2 separate regions of the Mus musculus genome follow, and region 1 is linked to region 2. Evidence: chromatin contacts called from public Hi-C data. All regions are on one chromosome and are shown on one strand. The core of a region is the stretch at or near the end of the contact, and the rest is flanking DNA. Distances in the headings are between cores, read along the strand shown.

What was found. Hi-C and Micro-C count contacts between places; a contact is called where the count stands out from the background.
Region 1: a Hi-C map of bone marrow-derived macrophages shows a contact between it and region 2, with 9 read pairs. The contact joins two enhancer-like sites. A contact is called at or near these places in 1 of 484 Hi-C or Micro-C datasets (bone marrow-derived macrophages), 2 of 115 datasets of contacts at active chromatin or transcription factors (embryonic basal ganglia and embryonic stem cells) and 1 of 9 other capture datasets (embryonic stem cells).

Annotation. Positions count from the first base shown.
Region 1 is chr10:97,281,229-97,284,307 of GRCm38.p6, forward strand. No RefSeq gene overlaps it. Among named protein-coding and RNA genes, the nearest start is that of Gm34044, 47 kb to the left of the region's middle. Within about 2 kb of position 1,758, at least 11 of the 459 cell types and tissues checked have an H3K27ac peak or open chromatin away from gene starts, as enhancers often do. A contact at or near this core is called in bone marrow-derived macrophages, where this site is marked.
Region 2 is chr10:96,293,100-96,296,307 of GRCm38.p6, forward strand. No RefSeq gene overlaps it. Among named protein-coding and RNA genes, the nearest start is that of Gm40748, 14 kb to the right of the region's middle. Within about 2 kb of position 1,837, at least 36 of the 459 cell types and tissues checked have an H3K27ac peak or open chromatin away from gene starts, as enhancers often do. A contact at or near this core is called in bone marrow-derived macrophages, where this site is marked.

The sequences.
Region 1 (3,079 bases), core at 508-3,007, 990 kb after region 2:
CACATGGTCCTTTTACTAAGAAACCTTGCCCCAGTCATGAGACGGATTGGCCCTTTTCAGATCACTGTTGCCTCATGATACAAACTATCTATCATAAAGTACCTTTCAGCTTCTATTTCAGGAGCCTTTCTTTCTCTTTCTTTCTTTCTTTCTTTCTTTCTTTCTTTCTTTCTTTCTTTCTTTCTTTCTTTCTTTCTTTCTTTTTTTAGGTATTTATTTCATTTACATTTCTAATGCTATCCCAAAAGTCCCCCACACCCTCCTCCACCCACTCCCCCACCCACCTACTCCCACTTCTTGGCCCTGGCGTTCCCCTGTAATGAGGCATATAAAGTTTGCATGACCAATGGGCCTCTCTTTCCACTGATGGCCGACTAGGCCATCTTTTGATACATATGCAGCTAGAGACACAAGCTCCGGGGGGGGGGGGGGTACTGGTTAGTTCATATTGTTGTTCCACCTATAGGGTTGCAGATCCCTTTAGCTCCTTGGTTACTTTCTCTAGCTCCTCCATTGTGGGCCCTGTGATCCATCCAATAGCTGACTGTGAGCATCCCCTTCTGTGTTTGCTAGGCCCTGGCATAGTCTCACAAGAGACAGCTATATCTGGGTCCTTTCAAGAAAATGCCTCTGTATTTTAGAATTTCTGGTGTTAACAAAGGAATTAAGGAACAAATGGAAGTCTAGTTGACTTGATTTGTTTAAAGACTGAGATTATGAAAATTTTGTTTGCATTATTTGATGATAATATTCATAGCCATCCAAGTAGGTCACTTAATCTACCTAAATAAGGGTGCTAATTTTTTATTGCTTAGATTATTAATGAAAATGTAGATAAAATGTAATAATAGATGATAATCTAACCAGGAATTATCATTGTATCAGAAGTATGTACAGACAGAGACCGGGTGATCATTCAGTGATTAGAAGCAAGCACTGGCTGTTTTCATTAAGGACTCAAGGTTCAGTTCCTAGCACCCACATGGTCACTCATAACACCCTGTATCTCCAGTTCCAGGAAATTTAATGCCTTCCTCTGACTCCCATGGTCTTCTATACAAAAGCAGTACACAGATATTCAACAGGGTTCACATACATGCACACAAACAATCTTAAACAATGTGTCTTATATCAATCAATCTTAAACAATAAGTTTACAGACATAGCTCACTTTCCATCTCCTTCATTCCTTCCTTCCTCCCCTCCCTCCCTCCCTCCTTCTTTCCTTCCCTCCCTTCCTCTTTCCTTCCTGACTTCTCTCCTTACTTTGTTCTTTCCTCCTCTTTTGCTGTCACCCAAATACTTCCTTCTTCTCCTCTGTATTCATCTTCTTCCCTATCTGTCTCTGTCTCCTTCCTTGAACCCTCCTTCCTTTTGTGACAGGATCCACTTATGAAGTCCAGACTAACCTCAAGCTGACTCTGAAATACAATGACTGGCAAGTGGTTAACCCTATGTCTTTTCGAATGTAACAATGCAACTTATCTCAAATTCAAGATTTGGGAAAAAATTACTTGAGAGATAAATGAAAATCTCCATGCCCTTAAAAATAGCCGAATGTGGGCCACTCCTAGAGCTGTTTGTTTTTAAATGATATACAGTGAAAACACAATTATTAAGAATGAGAAACCCAGCTGTGATTTGGGTCTATCAAATTTCGGGAAGTTGCTTTTTTTTCACTATTTATAGTCTATGGAAGCTAAAGTCTACTTTTGTAAGAAAATTTCCTTCAATTTGAAAGTCAGTGTTTATTTTAAAAGGGGAAGAATCCATATGGTTTTGACTCCCCCACACTTGACTCATCCAAATGCAGTTTTGTAAGAGCTGTTTGAAGTAGAAAGCTTTTTGAAAAATTTTTTATGAGCTTTTTTGTCTCTTTTCCTCCTCAGAAAAGGAAGTGATGCTTTGCCAAGTATAAACAAAGTTAATCACTAAACAATTTTATGTCCTAAAATAATGAAACTGGAGTGCGTGTTGAATTTGACAGAAGTAACTCTTTCATCCTCAATGAAATTGTTGCCCAAACTTGTTCAGAGACAGCTTTCTCGGAAGGACCACTCCTGGCAAAAGCAATGCCACTCCACAGGCTTCCAGGGAAACACAGGACAGTAGCTGCATCTTTTGTTTCCCGCCCAGAGTATACTTACTGCATTTGGGGGCAGGGGACACACAGAAGTCACAGAAGAAGGTTATTAAATGTTATGACTGGGCCAAATAATTAGCTCTCAGGAACATAAGTGATGAAGCCATGCTACATGGGTACCTTTCAGGACTGTGACCTGACCAGTAAGTCCTGGACAGTTAGAACATGTTCCTATGCATGTTTTCATAATGAAATCTAGAATCATGGTCAGGACACTGAGGCCTGCTGGCTGAGAGCAGCTATTAGCTGCTTTCATAAATAAAGTTTTATAGACATAAGCAAACCCATTCATGTCCATATTGCACATGCCTGGTTTTGTTTTACAAGGATAGCCACCATCTGAAAGGCAAAACATAAGCTATTTTTAGTATAAGCCTTTTTATTAATTCTTTGAGAATGGTCATAGAATATACTTTAACAATATTCACCACCAACTCCTCTTCTTAACTCTACCCAGATCCACCCCCAACGTCATGTTTTTGTGCCCCCCCCCAAAAAAAAACTACCCATTAGCTCCAATTTGTGCTGTCCATGAAATTCCAGGGATAGGGACATCCACTGGAGTGTGGTCACCCTACTAGGGTTTATACTTTGTTTCCTTAAGTGATCTTTCCCCCAAAAGAACCATCAATTGTCCATATATCCTCAGTTATCACTGGGGTTCATGAAACCCCTCCTACTCCATGCTGACTGGTTTGATCTTGTGAAGGTCTCATGCAGACAACCATGGCTTCTGTGAGCTCATGAATACAGTGGTCCAGTTATATCCAGAAGATACTGCTTCTCAAGGTGCCTCTCTGACCTCTGGTTCTTAAAGCCTTTCAATACCTTCTTCCTTGGTTGTCTCTGAGGCTGGGGCAGCAGATATGAGCACAGGTGAGCATTCCAAGGACATTTCTTCTGTTGACTCTGACTACTAGTGATAAGCCAAAATTA
Region 2 (3,208 bases), core at 587-3,086:
CTACCTGCCTCAGAGAAGTAGGCGCCTTTCCCCTTTATACTGGACCTGTTACCTACCAAAACAACTTATCACATATTTGTCAATGTGCTGTTTGTCAAATTGTCAGTTGATAATATGTGGAAGATGCACTTGGCTTCTGCAGACCATCAGTGGAAGCGTGAAACATTGAGCAATTGGAGAGCAGATGCTGGCCTCAGGAGAAAGAGAGGCTTGGGCCAGGAATATTTGGATCTCTTATGTATTCATAGCAAGTCAGGTCAGTGAGGTGAGTCTGAGCTGGGCTGCTGTGGGGTCACCTTTGCCCTTAGAAATGGTGAATCACTAGATCGCCATCACTCAGTGACTGCTCAGGTTCATTGTTAAAAAGCTGTGCCAGAACCAGCATTTGCAAGGGACTCTTACCCACTTGAAAACTGGCTTTTTAAGCTATTATCTCATTTATTATCATTTTCTATTTTTTAAAAAAATATTTCAGCCATCTGGAATGCTTGAGTTGTATTAAATGCCCCCCTCTTATTATGGCTTACTTGTGTTTTTGGGGTTATCGAATGTCTGTGTTCTAATAACAAGAAAGAACAAATCTATTTTCATACTATTTCCAACATCTACTCTTCTTGTAAATTTCCATCCCGTGCTTTCTGTTTCCCTGACAAGACTAAACAAACACACAGATAAACACAAGCCTTAGTATGTTTAAGGAAGGTTATTGAATACAGTCTGTCTTCTTGGCACTGTGCCAGGTTGCAAACTTAGAGAATCGAATTCGGCTGATTCTCAATCAGGAGAACGTCTCAGTATAATGCTAGCGAACCACACACTGCCATTCACGCCCCCCCCCCCCCCAGATGTCCCTCCCTGTGGAAACCTCTTCAGTTTCAAAACTGAGCATAGTAGACATGAAGCTTGCCCCCTTGTAGCTTAAAACTAATTACAAATATGATCAGTGTCTCGTGGGTGGACATAAAGGGATGCTTAATGTGAGCTCTTTTTCAACTATGAAGGGAGGGGTGATTTATGCATTTAGTAATACTGGTGACAACTAAAGTCAGGATAAAGGAAATGCACAGAGAAAAATTCTATCATAGCATACAAGAAAGAGAAAAATATCCTTCTAGTCTGGAATAAGTATGATGTATTCTGAAATCAAAACAAGTCAACAGGGTTGGAGTAGAAAAGAGAGGGGTGTGTTTTCTTTTTTTTAATGCGTTTAGGTCAGATCCATTACATTTCCCAGAATGTAAACAGCTCCAAGAAAAGAACCTATTAGAGGCTCTTGGGAATTGCTTGTCTTGATCCAAGAATCCTTTGATACATACTATTTTATATTAGTGATGCAGAGGCAGGTACTAGAAGGGGGGAGGGGAAATCTAAGAAGTCAGATACCATTTCCTTGCCTCAGCTCCTTAATGTTCAACATTCTGCTACACATTTTGCCCTCAAAGATATCCATGTATCCCCTCAGCTCTTCGCTCCTGTCCTGCCATGACAGATCTGTCTTTCCAGAACACTGCGAGAGAAGTGTATCATACTTTTTGTTGGAGGCTAGAATATAAGACTGCAAACCCTACCCATCATCACAGAAGCAAAGGTATTCTGCACAGAGAGGGTCACTTGGGTTCCCTCTTTGGCTCTCCGACTATTCCAACAATAGTCCTCATGACTGGAAATCCTCTGGGACCCTCATGCTGGCCCAAATTGAAAGTAAATCCTGGTTTCAACCAGAAGAGGAACTTGACTTCCAGGAAGAGATTTCACACTGTTCTGGCAACTGGTCAGACCACATTGCCAGAGACTAGAGCTGAGACAGTGAGCGAGTGATTAAGGATGGGTGGACCACACCCTGCTCAGGACTGCTTGGTTAAGCATGCCTCTTGCCTTCTCTTTAAAACTAAGACAGACTTAGGGGGGGTGGTCACTGCATCTCTTTATGTAGTCTTCTTCATGTGGCCAGATTAAATAAATCTTTCTATACCTTTCAGTTTTGTCTTTTTAATTGGCCTATTGAAGAGGGGTGGCTGAGCTGACCTTGGTGGGTTGCCGGGACTCAGGTTCTGCCCCTGACACACTGCAGTAGCATGAGTTCTGTTATCAGGTAGATAGATTAGAGTTGCGCTTCTCTCAGCCCTACAGTTTTCCAGCTTTGTAGGAAACATTCTCTGTTTTGTATCTTAGCTGTGTACAGTTTGCCAACAGGGACTGAGATTGTTAAATGTCCCTTCATTTCTGTGGCCCAAGGGTCCCCAGAGATGTCCCCAGCATCCAGAACAGTGAATAGATTGGGCTGGAGAATGTAGGAATGTTAATCAATCATGTTAATCTATTGGAGCCCAGACTTCAAATGTCTACCTGATTATAGTACTTTGGTTTTTAAACTTTCTTTTTAAAACTTTAGGTATGTGTGTGTTCATGATTGTATGTGTGTATGTACCAAGAGTATGTAGGTACCTGAAAAGCCAGAAGAAGGTGTCAGGTCTCTAGGAACTGAAGTTACACATGGTTGATTAGCTGCCTGATGTGGGTGCTGGGAGGGCTTCTGCAAGAGTAGCCAGGGCTCTTAACCACTGAGCCATTCATCCCTCCAGTGCTTTGCTTAGCTAATTATTATTATTCTTTGGGTCTTATTTTAGTTAGGCTTACATGCATCAAAATTTTGCACCTGATATTTAACAAGTGCCTGTGTCCAACCAAATAAAGGGTTGTTCTCAGGATACCAAATCACCAGACAATTGTGTGTGTGTGTGTGTGTGTGTGTGTGTGTGTGTGTGTGTGTGTTTAAGGTATTTTTCTCTAAGCCCCATTTACTCATTGGGCAATCTCAGCCTTTTTCAGGCCTTCTAACCATCATGGTAGATCTTGGGATACGGCTGTCCAATAATCACTCAGTATCTGTGGTCAGCTGTAACAGTTCCCTATAGTCAGTCTGATCAAACAAGACCACTGCCCACTGCAAACAAACACTTGGTGTTGTAGTTTCTGTTCAGAGCATCTGGTTTGCCAGAGGTAGATAAAGATGCAGAGGCTGTGTCTTCAGAGTGTATCCCTAGTGCATCTGGTGATCAGCTCCCTCTAGAATCCATTCTACTCATTTGGTCTTGGCTTTCCAGTGCCTCGTACTGGTAGAAAGCCCTTTTCATCTGGGTCTGTCCTTTCCTGAACTGGATTGAATTCTTTACATTGAAAAACGTATAATTCTGAGCTCTAGAAACTA